Regions from separate parts of the Mus musculus genome. Here regions 1 and 2 are each linked to region 3. The links are chromatin contacts, called in public Hi-C and HiChIP or PLAC-seq maps. All regions are on one chromosome and are shown on one strand. The core of a region is the stretch at or near the end of the contact, and the rest is flanking DNA. Distances in the headings are between cores, read along the strand shown.

The links. Hi-C and Micro-C count contacts between places; a contact is called where the count stands out from the background. HiChIP or PLAC-seq counts read pairs in DNA pulled down with a chosen protein or histone mark.
Region 1: a contact with region 3 is called in an H3K4me3 HiChIP or PLAC-seq map of neural tube, with 2.3 times the contacts expected there. The contact joins the promoter of A230070E04Rik here to the enhancer-like site in region 3. A contact is called at or near these places in 1 of 39 promoter capture datasets (pre-B cells), 1 of 484 Hi-C or Micro-C datasets (nephron progenitors), 3 of 115 datasets of contacts at active chromatin or transcription factors (differentiating embryonic stem cells, embryonic stem cells and neural tube) and 1 of 9 other capture datasets (adipose tissue).
Region 2: a contact with region 3 is called in a Hi-C map of the N1E-115 cell line, with 5 times the contacts expected there. The contact joins two enhancer-like sites. A contact is called at or near these places in 1 of 484 Hi-C or Micro-C datasets (the N1E-115 cell line), 4 of 115 datasets of contacts at active chromatin or transcription factors (differentiating embryonic stem cells and embryonic stem cells) and 2 of 9 other capture datasets (adipose tissue and pancreatic islet).

What each region holds. Positions count from the first base shown.
Region 1 is chr14:68,121,570-68,125,713 of GRCm38.p6, reverse strand. It overlaps A230070E04Rik (RIKEN cDNA A230070E04 gene), which reads right to left and starts at 1,962. Exons shown (of 3, transcript NR_045897.1): 1 at 886-1,962; 2 at 18-196. It overlaps Nefm (neurofilament, medium polypeptide), which reads left to right and starts at 710. Exons shown (of 3, transcript NM_008691.2): 1 at 710-1,974; 2 at 2,769-2,893. The coding sequence starts at 901.
Region 2 is chr14:68,071,625-68,076,219 of GRCm38.p6, reverse strand. All of the region lies in intron 1 of Gm31107 (a long non-coding RNA gene), which reads left to right. Among named protein-coding and RNA genes, the nearest start is that of Gm31107, 7.0 kb to the left of the region's middle. Within about 2 kb of position 2,094, at least 3 of the 459 cell types and tissues checked have an H3K27ac peak or open chromatin away from gene starts, as enhancers often do. A contact at or near this core is called in the N1E-115 cell line, where this site is marked.
Region 3 is chr14:68,195,029-68,199,114 of GRCm38.p6, reverse strand. No RefSeq gene overlaps it. Among named protein-coding and RNA genes, the nearest start is that of Nefm, 72 kb to the right of the region's middle. Within about 2 kb of position 1,439, at least 36 of the 459 cell types and tissues checked have an H3K27ac peak or open chromatin away from gene starts, as enhancers often do. A contact at or near this core is called in the N1E-115 cell line, differentiating embryonic stem cells and neural tube, where this site is marked.

The DNA.
Region 1 (4,144 bases), core at 713-3,212, 74 kb after region 3:
GCGTCACAGCGCCTTACCTGCTGGAAGCTGCAGTCGTCCCCCAACAGTTAAGCAGACTGGAGTGCCACTTTCCACTTTTAACACAAATGACTACCCCGGCCTGTCTTCTTTGTCCCCTTTCCGGAGGTTTCCGGCGGGCCATTCCTCAAAAACTCTCTCTTTTTTTTCTTCTGCATAACTCTCAGCTCATCTCTTGCTGCTTTAAGACGAGGAGTGGGGGGGGGGGGAGACAAGAAAGACAAGGATGGATGGGGGAACAAAAAGAGAGTTGGGGGTTAAGGGGTGAAAGTCGAGGCTGCAAAGAAAAAAAGTCCCAGGGGAAAGGGCTTCAAGGGAAATGCCGGATGAAGAAAAAAAAAAAAAAGTAGAGGGAGAAGGGCCTCGTGGAGAGGTGGGAGGGGTGTGTGTGATAAAGAACAGCGGACCCTACGGCCAAAAGTAAGGAAGAAAGAGACTAAGAGGTAGGGGGCCAGACGAAAGTCAGGAAGCCAGAGAAGAGCTGCTCAGAGGGCCGAGAGTGGCGAGACAAAGAAAGGGCGCTGGGAAAGGGCACTTGCGCCAAAGCTGTGAACTGCAAACTGCTGGTGAAAAAGCAGAGAAGGGCAAGCTACCGGGTGACAAGAGGTCTGGAACTCAAGGGGACGCTAGGAAAAGGCCGGCCCGGCGACACCCAAGTGTGGGGTCCAGTGTGGTGCGGGCCCACGTGGAGCGGCCGCTGAATCACCGCAAGGCTTGTCTCCCCCTTCCCCCCACCCCCGGCCCGGTACCCGCAGTCCCCGCCTCCTCGGCCGCCGCCTCCACGGGGCGGGGCCCTGGCCCGGGACCAGCTGCTCCGCTATAAAGGGGCTGCGGCGAGGCCGGCAGAACGCTGTGACAGCCACACACCCCAAGGCCTCCAAGATGAGCTACACGCTGGACTCGCTGGGCAACCCGTCCGCCTACCGGCGGGTCACCGAGACCCGCTCCAGCTTCAGCCGCGTGAGCGGTTCCCCGTCCAGCGGCTTCCGCTCGCAGTCCTGGTCCCGCGGCTCGCCCAGCACCGTGTCCTCCTCCTACAAGCGCAGCGCGCTCGCCCCGCGTCTCGCCTACAGCTCGGCTATGCTCAGCTCGGCCGAGAGCAGCCTCGACTTCAGCCAGTCCTCGTCGCTGCTCAACGGCGGCTCCGGCGGCGACTACAAACTGTCCCGCTCTAACGAGAAAGAGCAGCTGCAGGGGCTGAACGACCGCTTCGCCGGCTACATCGAGAAAGTGCACTACTTGGAACAACAGAACAAGGAGATCGAAGCAGAGATCCAGGCACTGCGGCAGAAGCAGGCCTCGCACGCCCAGCTGGGTGATGCTTACGACCAGGAGATCCGAGAGCTGCGCGCCACCCTCGAGATGGTGAACCACGAGAAGGCTCAAGTGCAGCTGGACTCCGATCACTTGGAGGAAGACATCCACCGGCTCAAGGAGCGCTTCGAGGAGGAGGCGCGGCTGCGGGACGACACCGAGGCTGCCATTCGCGCGCTGCGCAAAGACATCGAAGAGTCGTCGATGGTTAAGGTGGAGCTGGACAAGAAGGTGCAGTCGCTGCAGGATGAGGTGGCTTTCCTGCGGAGCAATCACGAAGAGGAGGTGGCCGACCTGCTGGCTCAGATCCAGGCGTCGCACATCACGGTAGAGCGCAAAGATTACCTGAAGACAGACATCTCCACGGCGCTGAAGGAGATCCGCTCCCAGCTCGAGTGTCACTCAGACCAGAACATGCACCAGGCCGAAGAGTGGTTCAAATGCCGCTACGCCAAGCTCACCGAGGCGGCCGAGCAGAACAAGGAGGCCATTCGCTCTGCCAAGGAAGAGATCGCCGAGTACCGGCGCCAGCTGCAGTCCAAGAGCATCGAGCTCGAGTCGGTGCGAGGCACTAAGGAGTCCCTGGAGCGGCAGCTCAGCGACATCGAGGAGCGCCACAACCACGACCTCAGCAGCTACCAGGTAGGAACCGCGGCTGCGCGGCCGGCCTGCGCCAGCGCCAGCGCCGCGCGCCCCCGACACGACACTCGAGAGCGCGCCCAGAGGCCCTCTTGGTCGCGCTCCCTGGTGGCCGCATTCCAGTGCGCGCACGAGCTTCGCAGACGCGGGTTAGCCAAAGCCCAAGGTCTGTGCTCCGCCCCTCCTCCTTGTCCCACCCACTTGCCGCAACTACTTAGAAATTCCCATCTCCTTCAAAAACTTGCTTTCCTACGATAGATTTTACTGTAAAAGTAAAAAGGCACATTCTGGTCGTTGAGAAACACACCGTTTAATAAGCAGGAGCACAGATAGTCTCTTGTATTCCTGCCTCCTTCTTCGCTCCCCTTCCCCTCCCCCACCCATATCTCCACCCCTCCTCCTCACCCCCTTACTCTCCACTCCCCCCCCCCCCCGCCTCCAGCCGCGATGGGCGGAGCTCTCAAAGCTGGCTTCAGTCCAAAATTTGGGCGGGGATTGGGGGGGGGGCAAAGTCCGCTAGGGACCTTCCTCAGATTCCTCAGTGCTCCCTTCTAGGGGCATTCTAGGCTTGCCAGTCTCCGTGTGTGTTGTGCCTAGGAACTGTCTGGTTGATTTTTGTTGCTTTGTTTTGAATTTTACTATCATAAAAGAAGGAGGGATAGCTAGGAGGGATGTCTGCGAGGCTCATGGGACTGGCGGGGAAGGGGGAATTCCGGGGGTGGGTAGGAAAGGGCTCGGGGCAGGGAATAGCAAGTGTCTTGTGAAGGAAGTTTCTAGAGACTCCCTGTACCTTTCAGGACACCATCCAGCAGTTGGAAAATGAACTTCGGGGAACCAAGTGGGAAATGGCTCGTCATTTGCGAGAATACCAGGATCTCCTTAACGTCAAGATGGCCCTGGACATCGAGATCGCCGCGTACAGGTACAGGATCTCTGCAGACTTGGTCCAGACCCTACAGGCACTGCAGAGGCTGCTGCGAACAGCCTTCCCCACTTAAACCAAAGCTGGCCTAGTGAGACAGGCTCAGAGCCCTGACTCCCCAGCTCAGTTACGAACAGAATCCTAAGTATTACAGATACAGGTTTACCAACCTACTTCAGCTTTAAAGAGTGACTACGGAGAAGATCGGGGAGGAGGGTGGAACTGGGGGAGGGAACCAAAATATATTGTATGAAAAAGCCCAAATATGCACCAAAGAATAGTACTTTTGAGTTGCTGGGGGCGTAGCAATAGGTTTAAATTTTTGTTTCAAGCGTCTGTATGTCTGACAAGCAGATGAAGTTTTCATTTTTAGTATTTCATCTGATGGTTCTCTTTTATAAAGCCAAGGACAAACACCAGGTCATGCTTCTCTTCTCTTTCTGTTACAGCTTACTGTTGCCATCCTCTGGCTGAGACTAGATATAGGCACACTAGAATATAGGTGCACTTACTTTAAGTCTATGGATAATATACATGCATTCAATCTGGATAGAAATGTAAATTTAATATATATTTATCTACATATGTAAAGTGTGATACCCTCATATCTAGATCTAGACAAGCGTGTATGTATAAAAACATATAGAACTAGACATATAGGCAAATATAGGTTTGATCTCTTTATCTGTAAACTGGTTCTATCTAGGTCTCCTGAGTAATGCTGTCTTTCTGTTGGCCAGACTCAAAGCATACAGCTCTTGAGGAGGCAGTCACTTCCTGTAAGGCTGTTACAGCAAGAATAAGCTGCACTGTCTTTTTAAGGGAACCAAACGACTGTACCAAGAGACATTCTGTCACTGAACAAATTATAATTTGCTTCACCTATATTCGTATGTAGCTATAATTTAAATTCATCAACATTCTGACTTATGCTCAATAGTTTTAATTTTAAATTGAACATTTTATTTGCTTTTAAAACTCATAGAAATCTTGGCAATTCAAATGATGAGGGAGGACACCGTTTGGGGGACAAAGTGGGTTGGCCACTAGAGACCATTTTAGCACATTCATACTACACCTACAGCAACTGCATGCCTGCCGCGCAACTGCATGCCTGCCGCGCAACTGCATGCCTGCCGCGCAACTGCATGCCTGCCGCAGAGATGCATTTACTGACTGGGTGTGGTTAGTTGTCTACTGGGAGTGGCTAGGCACTACAGCAGAGGACTGTCTGGCACTCTTGGAGAATCT
Region 2 (4,595 bases), core at 845-3,344, 120 kb after region 3:
AATTGACGGGTACTGGTTTAAGCTCATCCTCTTTCTTAGGCACTCCTGGAAAATGTTAGTCACCCAACAAAAAAGCAAAAGGAGAGGAAGTAGTCATAGAAGAAACATTAGCAGATAAGCCCTGACACTCCACCCAGAAGGGTTGACGGGGAATGAACTCATAATCATGTAAGAATTATCCTCGGAGGATATCCCAGGGGGAAAGGAGAAAGGAGAACTTGTTTTAAGATACTTTGTCTAATCAATACTGCTTATTAATAATGTCTATGGGCCAAGCACTATGCAAAGCGATTCTCTTGGATAATTTCACTTCATCACCACAGAATCCCAAGGACTTGAATCCCGGAGTCATTCTCATCTTAGAGATGTGGTAGCTGGCACGCAGACAAGTGTCTAAACACCGTGTCTAAAGAACCTGATACATCTCTGTCCTTAGGTCTTCACAGAGAGGAGAATTATTTTCATTTTACAATTAAGGAATTGATGATGTTCAGAGAGTTTAGGAATACTGACCAAGGTCACTCAGCTAGGTCATACTCTGTCTAAATTTTCACACTCCCTGTTATGGCCAAAGCACAAGAATGTTCTGGGGAATTATTATACCAGTAAGATCTCTTACACACACACACACACACACACACACACACACACACACACACACACACACACACATACACACACACACACACACACACACATACACACACACACACACACACACTACAAAGTTTAAATATATAGTCTGGGGTTGTTTTTAAAGCTTAAATATTCAGGGTCAAGAATGTTTAAACCATATACGAATAAATATATCATCCTTAACGTAGCTATGTAACGTAGATAGCCACCACTGAAAAAATTATAAGAACAATATTGTTTTGGAGATCTCTCTTCAGATACAGGCTGGATGCCTGCTTGCTAACTAGCAATTCCCTTTTTATTATTATATTATCCAGAAGGAAAAAGAAGACACACACACACACACACACACACACACAAACCCCATGCATCTTTCAGTTTCACTTTATCCTACAAATTTAATAACAGAGCCACTAAATCATGTTAGCATAACAGATGCACTTCTGAACAGGCCTGAGGTATTTCAATTTTCAAAGTGGCCCCTTTTGCCTCTTGCCAAAAAGAAAAAAGAAAAAAAATGTTTTGCCCATTACGATGATTAGGATTTACTTTAGAAGTCATCCAAATTAAAATTGACTTCCAATTCGGTTTCCAAAGAGAAATTTAGAAAGATGGCTTAAGTAAGGGCCACGGCTGTCTGCTGTGAACGACATGGACAGGCGGCAGCTGTAGAAAGTGATGGCCTGGCTCCGTTTCAAAGACAGAAGGGCTACCCCAGGGATGAGGCAAGAATGTTTCACAAGGTTCACTCCACCTCTGAGCTGGCCTTGACCATGCTTGGCCTCCCCGATGCTCAGACAACCTGATATTCTGTGATTCAAAAGAAGTAAAAGGGTAGAAAATACGCAACAGACAGGGCCAGTGAGCCGTGCTGTCTCTCGGTGATCGTAGTGAGGGTCTGGAAGAGTACGGCTTGCTTGTGCCTAATCCAGATGTGAATACCCAGCAGCCTCCGGGCAGAAACCTGCAGAACCAGGCATTTGAGGGAAGAATTACTAGTTGGAACTGTTGCATAAATTTGTCCTTCCTGCCAGATGGGGCTGAATCATAAATAGCCGGATGATTGGCCATATTTTATCTATCAAATCAGACCCCCTCCCATAATACAATGAACTTATGCACCCACCTATTTTTTTAATTCATGGATTAGTTATAAAGAAGGGAAGAAAAGCATATTCTTTTCTTATTGTGGCTTCAGGGTTACAGATTAAAGCACCCTGGCTGGCATCTATGCGCATGTCTCATCTAAACCCAGTGTGAGAATTTGAAGAACTCCCTCATCTTACCCCCCCCCTCTCTCTCTCTTTATATCTTCCTAAGATTTATGGATTGATATTCTTTTGAAAAATAGAAATGAAGAGTCTGAGATCAATGTCTAGGGACTTGTAGACCCTGAAGTCTGAGGTTTATAGAGAGGACAGGAGAATAATCTGTAGTTGTCACCATGGTAACACAGCCTGCACAGCGATTGGAGTCGGCAGAATCGGGAAAGAAAATCACCTAAGTCAGATAAATGCATTGTCATGTTCTCCTGACAACTGTGTTTTGTAGATTTGCTGTTTCTCTGTAGATCGGTTTTAAAGTCTGGGTATTTTGTTTGGTTTTTGTTGTTTGTTTGTTTTGTTTTGCTCTTTAGTGTGTGTTCATTATTCAAAAAGGTAAGTTTTATTGTGACTGCTTCATGTGTATATATCACAGTTTTATCACCTTTTCCCAATGTCTGTTTCAAAGTTTGGGGAAGCTGCAGTATGCAACTGAAATGATAGCAGACAGGGCTCAGGCATTGACTCTAGATCTAGCTGTGTCGATAACCACATGCAAAAATTGGACCGTCCCTAGGGAGCCTGGAACAATTTCTCATTTGTTCACAGACACAAAGAATGCTAAGGGATCTCCAAGACTCAAGTAGTCTGTTGTAGTCTCATTTTTCTAATTAATTAATTAACTAATTAATTAATTAATATGTAGCCTGTGCTGCTCTTGAACTCAGCATCCTCCTGCATCAAGGCTGGGTTTACAGGCACGCGCATACCCAGTGGGGTACGTTCTTTCAGAATACCAGCCTGCTGTATGAGCAGGAAGGTCACGAGCTCCTCTTCACACAGTTACCAGTCAGTTGGACTGCAGAACCTGATGACTGCACTCCTTCCACATCTGTGGAGTCCATCTTGTTTAATAAATCATCCGCTGTCTGGAGCCACATGACATTTATTTAGAAACAGCGCTCACAATCAAAATGCAACATGGCTACCCTTAAAAAACATCCTCTTACAAGATGAACTTTCACAAAAGAATGACAATTGGGTTTGTCATTTGTTTCTGGAAACATAATTTGGAACTGTGCGCTTAAACTGAAGGGAAGAGGGAACATGGGGAGGAAATGCCCTCACAAGGTAACTTTTGAGTGTTGAAATTTCCCAAAATCCCATTACTTGGGTGGGTGCACAATTGTATGGAAATATTCAAAGTCATGTAATTTACTAGAGTAAATGTATCTTGTCAAATACAATTTACTTCTCAGTAAAGGTGCTAAAACACTTTCCAGTGTATTTCCTAAGCTTTTGGTTGCCTTTCTATTACATTGAAGCTGTCACCAGATATATAGCTGTTATACAGCAATTCATCTCCTGGTGCTTTTCGATCATTTGTATTTTCTAATTTATATAGATATATTCTAATAGATTCTAATAGTATCATACATCTGGCTCTTGTTCTATGGCGTTAGCACATTAGATCATTAAGACTTCTATAACAAATGCTGTGAATTCAGGGTGTTAACAAGAATAAGAGTACTGCTCCTTACCGTTCATGGGAATTAGAGCATCACAGACCAGTGGATTTGGTTTAGAGGGAAAGACTTAATTGTAGACTTCTGTCATTTATGTTGTGTCTTCACAGTGCGGGAAGGGGTGGGACAGACATCCAGGTCTTCCCTAAAAAGGGGGATAATCCATGAATGTGAGATCCAACTTTGTGACTAACCACTTTCCAAAGAAACAACTTGGCACCGTTACTACAAGTCTAGAATGTCAGGGTATGAATTTTAGTTAAGGCAAAAATAACCTTCTCATTTCTTATGATGCAGATGTCCCAGATAGTGTGTGTGTGTGTGTGTGTGTGTGTGTGTGTGTGTGTGTGTGTGTGTGTGTGTGTGTGTATTGCACAAAAGCTAAGGAAGGATTCCAGTGTCCTGCACTGTCATTCTCTGACTTATTCCCTTGAGACCGCATCTCTCATTGAGTCTGGAACTGAGCTGGTGGCTGGTTACCCTCAGCAGTCAGCCTATCCCCACCGTCCTCCACAGCACCAGGGTTATAGGCTCTTAGGTGACCAGGCAGGTGCTGAGAATTTGAACTCAGGTCTTTGTGCTTGGTTCTATGCCACCCATCACCTCTGCCACCAAATGGCAAAATCGAGCTGACTTGATCTCGAGGCTCTATTACCCACATCTGTAGTCCTTCTGGCACAGTTCAGTCAGTTTCTCAAGGAAACTGAGGTCCTTTCCCTCTCGGTCCTTACACAGAGGGGTGGTGTGGAGGAGAGAGAATGATGCACATGTCCAAATGGCAGTCGTTCTGGTGAGATGGTAAGGGAGGGGGGATAGGGATGCTCCTAGAAGCCCCTGATCACCCCGGAGCCCCCTCCTGCACCCCTCACAACCTGTCTTGTGTTCCTGCCCTCTGTCCACAGAGTACTTCCTATCCATCGGCATCTAGGCAGCTCCTTCTGCACTCCCTACAGGAACCATGAGCCTTTTTCCTCTCTGTGTTTTTCTCCTTGGGTCAAACCCTCTCCTCCACAGCTTTCATGAATGTGCCACATTTGTGTGTTCTCGCTCCTGCCCCGCAAGCACTTGTGAAGAATATATTTTTTGCTTCTTAATTTTCATTTTGATAGCATCTCAATACACATGATAAATATTTCTATGTTAAATCAAACAGCCGTATTATCTTATTATT
Region 3 (4,086 bases), core at 190-2,689:
TGAGTGCAAGTGTCTGATGCATGTCCTGCAGCATGACTAAGGAGAACAGGGACACTGAAAGGTGAGGATTCGGCTTTAGCCTATTGGAGTTCCGTTTCACTCGCTGACCCCGCCCACTCCCTCAGATCACGAGCACTGTGATGCATGCACCTGCTACTCTTGCTGGTTTCCAGCAGCTATAAGAAGAGATGGGGACAGTCCTCTGATAGACTATAAACAGCTAAGTAAAGAAGAAAATAAAGCGGATTTTAGACCCCAGCACGCTCTGCAAGAAAAATGAGGAAGGAAAGTGAAAAGGCAGGAGTGGGGGCAGGGGGAAGAGGATATTCCCATTGCGTGACAGTGACTAAATAAGTGACATTTGACCTGCTGTTATAATGACAAAGCAGACAGCCCAGGGGAGGTGGGAGAAGAAAGCTCTGGAAGAGGCAGAAGGAATGCAGAGGTGGGGAGTGAATGCCCAGAGGAGTCACTGGCTGATTACAAGACTGCTGTGTGTGTTTCTCACTTAAAGTAACAAGGAGTAGTTAAAAGGGGGATGTTATTAAAAATCCATCCACCGAGGAAAGCAGTAGAGGTCATTGGGTTATTTATTTTGTTTTAATGTGTTTTGTTTGATAAAAGCAACAAAGAAAATTCCCAGAAATATTTTGAGTTGACTAACGATGTTAAAGTGTATAAAGGTGGGTTTGAACTGCAGTGGAGCAGTAGGGGACTTCGACACCTACCATCCCTTAAACCAAAGTAGAGGTACCAGTAAGGATTACTGTACAGAATTCCCGGCCTTGAAAGTAAAATATGCAAATGTTTACACCTTTGCATAACTTTAAAATCATAAACTGACCTATGAATTTCTGAATCCTAAAGAGATATCCACGTGATAATTTTATTATGTTTCTCTATGTGTGTGTGTGAGTGTGTGTGTGGGGGGGGGTGCTGCTGCCATCCCTGGAGCTTGAACAAGGGGCCTTGGGCTTACTAGCCAAGTGCTTCACCACTAAGGGATACTCCTAACCCTGCAGGAAGAGCCCTTTGTCCTGTCATCTCACTGTGGACCAAATTACCTACGACTGACACCACATCCCTAAATGTTGATGCTAAGCTGTTTCTCTCCTTTGTCCTACATGAGAATCCTCTCTGCCTCCTGAAAGCATGAAGGACCTAAGTTAGAGGGAAAGTGGGACACTAAAGAGAAGACAAAGAAACATCCCTCCTGGGACCTGAGATAGGGCTGTTCTGCTAATGGGGGATAAGTGCAAATTCTCTTTAGATTCATCATCTAGAGCAGGGGGCGGTGTGTGTGTGTGTGTGTGTGTGTGTGTGTGTGTGTGTGTGTGTGTGTGTGTGTGTGTTTGCGCGCGCGTGCATGCTCACACATGGAGGAGGTAGCACTTCCCTCAGCCTCTGGAGACCGGTTACCTCACTGAACCCGAGCTCATCATTCTTTCAGGGAGGCTGGCTAACTGGCAAGCTCGAGTCTCCAGTGCCTTCCGTGGCCCCAGCGTAGGGGGAGGGGTGTTATAGAAGCGCACAGCCACAAGGGCTGAGTGCTGCGCCTCGGAACTCAGGCCCTCAGACTTGAGCCACAAGCTCTCTTACCCACTCACTGAGTCATCTCCGCAGCCCTGGTTTTTTTTTGGGGGGGGGGGGGGGGTTGGGGGTTGTTGTTGTTGCTGTAACAACATAACAAAGAGTGAGATTGGTTTTGAACTACAAGAGAGCATCAGGAATTCTTCAAGGGAGTGAAAATGGAAAAGACTGGGTCTAGGAACCGATAGGATCTGGCAAGCACGTGGCTGGGAATGCGCATGAGATGAGATCCAGGCAACTGGGGAACAAGGTATTTTCCCAAGACTCAGAGCCCTTGCTGGCCTGCCATTCATGTAACATGCTGTCTTCAGAACCAGGAAGGGTTAGATTTCACGTAGCATATCCATTATTCAGTAAATTATTCATGGAACTCACATCATCTAAACACACACTTTTAAAATGCAACAGATCCTGTAAGAGGTATTGTTTTCTGCACCAAAAGAAACGTTCGCTTAAAGGAAAAAAAAAATCAATGTCACCTTGAAGCAGTGAGAGCAGCTGCATTAGACCAACTGCAGTCACATTTTAAAATAATTGGCAGCCTAAACAGGGCTCTGTAGAGACTAGAGACTAGAAAAGTGAGAAGGGAACAGAGGGGTGGGAGGAGATGCATTCAATAACAACTAACAGGAGTATAAAAGACAGATCTTTGGCAATAACTTTAAAAGCATGACGTTTGCCTTCAAATCAAAGTAATTAGCAGTCATTAAGGGATAACGAAATAAATCAAGACAGAAAATTAGAGTCACGAATAATCACAGGTCAGCAGTTACATCTATTAACATTTTGAGTTTTCTCTCCCCCTGCGCACATCTCTAGGCACATGTAAATAAATATACATATGTATTTGTAAATGTATATTTCACTCAAAGTATATTACACGCCATACATAGCTTTGTTTTTCACATCACTAAATATCATACACGTTTTTTCTCTGCCTTAATTAACTCTCTAAAGTGCATTTAAAGTCCTCACACTATTCAATTCATTTGCTGTCCCACGGGCTAAATACAACCTTTTTTTTTTTTTACACATTTGGAATATTAGCTGAGTTTGGCTGCAGTTTTCAGTGTTGCTACAAATCACTTGGCAGTTCAGTCCACAATACGACATGATGCCTACATATCTCAAAACATGTCAGAGAGCAAACTAATTACTTGCAGTATATCTTCCCCCTTCAAAAAAAGATTCTATGATTTAAAACGTTTAAAGAAATCTCCGTGGTGCTCATTTGCATTTAGGATGCTGAGTTCTGAGCACTCTACGTAAGCCAGCTTTGGGGAAATTGTTTAAATTATTGAGAATCGTTCATCGCTAGGCGCAACCACTAAAACGCCTCAGCTGTGCATATCTTAGAAATTAGAAAAGTGTGATCGCTGTGTTCGAGTGTAAGCAATCTCCAGGTTCATGCTACTTATTACGAGTCAGTATGCACAAGCCTGTCTCCAAAGTGATGGCAGCAACTAGGGTCAGTCACTTGCCTTTGCCAGGTTGATAAGTAGTGAGTTCTGGTGCTAAGAGTCACTGTAGCTCTTTATTAATGAGCTGATCCTTGATCCACATATACTAAAGATGTGTATTTCTCTGTACTTCTACAGATGGCTTATTCTTGACCTTCATCTATTTGTTCTACTATGGTAATTATCATTTTCATTTATTAGAAATTCCTACCTCTATGTAATATTGATATTTTTCTCTCTTACATTTAAAATTTTTATCTCAGGTTACTTTCTTTGCAATTGCCTTATGGTGTTTTAAAGATTTTAGTTATTTCTTTTTCTGCAAATGAAATTAGCTAATGGTTAACATGTGTGTTCTGCCTTACAATCCTTATTTAAGGCTTTCCCCCACTTAAACAAATTAAGTAAGCTTTACCCATTGAGCTGAAAATATATATCTCAGCTGGAAATCAACTCCAAGACCAACATGCTCCAATCAATATATTTCTTATAAAACGATCGCATTTCCCACAAAAGCAGCAGGAACTAGGCTTCTAGGAATGGACATTATATGTAAGACCTTCTGGACAGTCCTATAAAAGTTTATAGACGAATATAAAAGAAGAGCAGAATAAATTGAGAGATATTTGATGACACTGGACAGGAAGACTTGGTATCATAAAGATATCAAACTTTCCAATTTAATCTATAAAATTAATTTAATCATACTAAAAGACACCAGAATTTTTAGTAGAACTTGACAAGCTAATTTTAAAGGGCTAAGGAAAAGTAAGCTGTTAGGACTTCTAAGATACAGATGAGCAAGAGACAATACGAGAGATCGTTTTACCTAACAAATATGAAGGTTGAGTCTAATGTTTTTTGTTTTGATCTCACTGGTCTAAATAAATAAACCATTGAAATAGTGGACAATCTAGAACTAAGCACTTGTCATTAAGTAGCATTTCAAGTTACGAAGGAAAAATGAACTATTAATTATTAACTAATCAGGATTGATACAGTGATTTCCTGCATCTACGGCTCAGGGGGCAAAAAG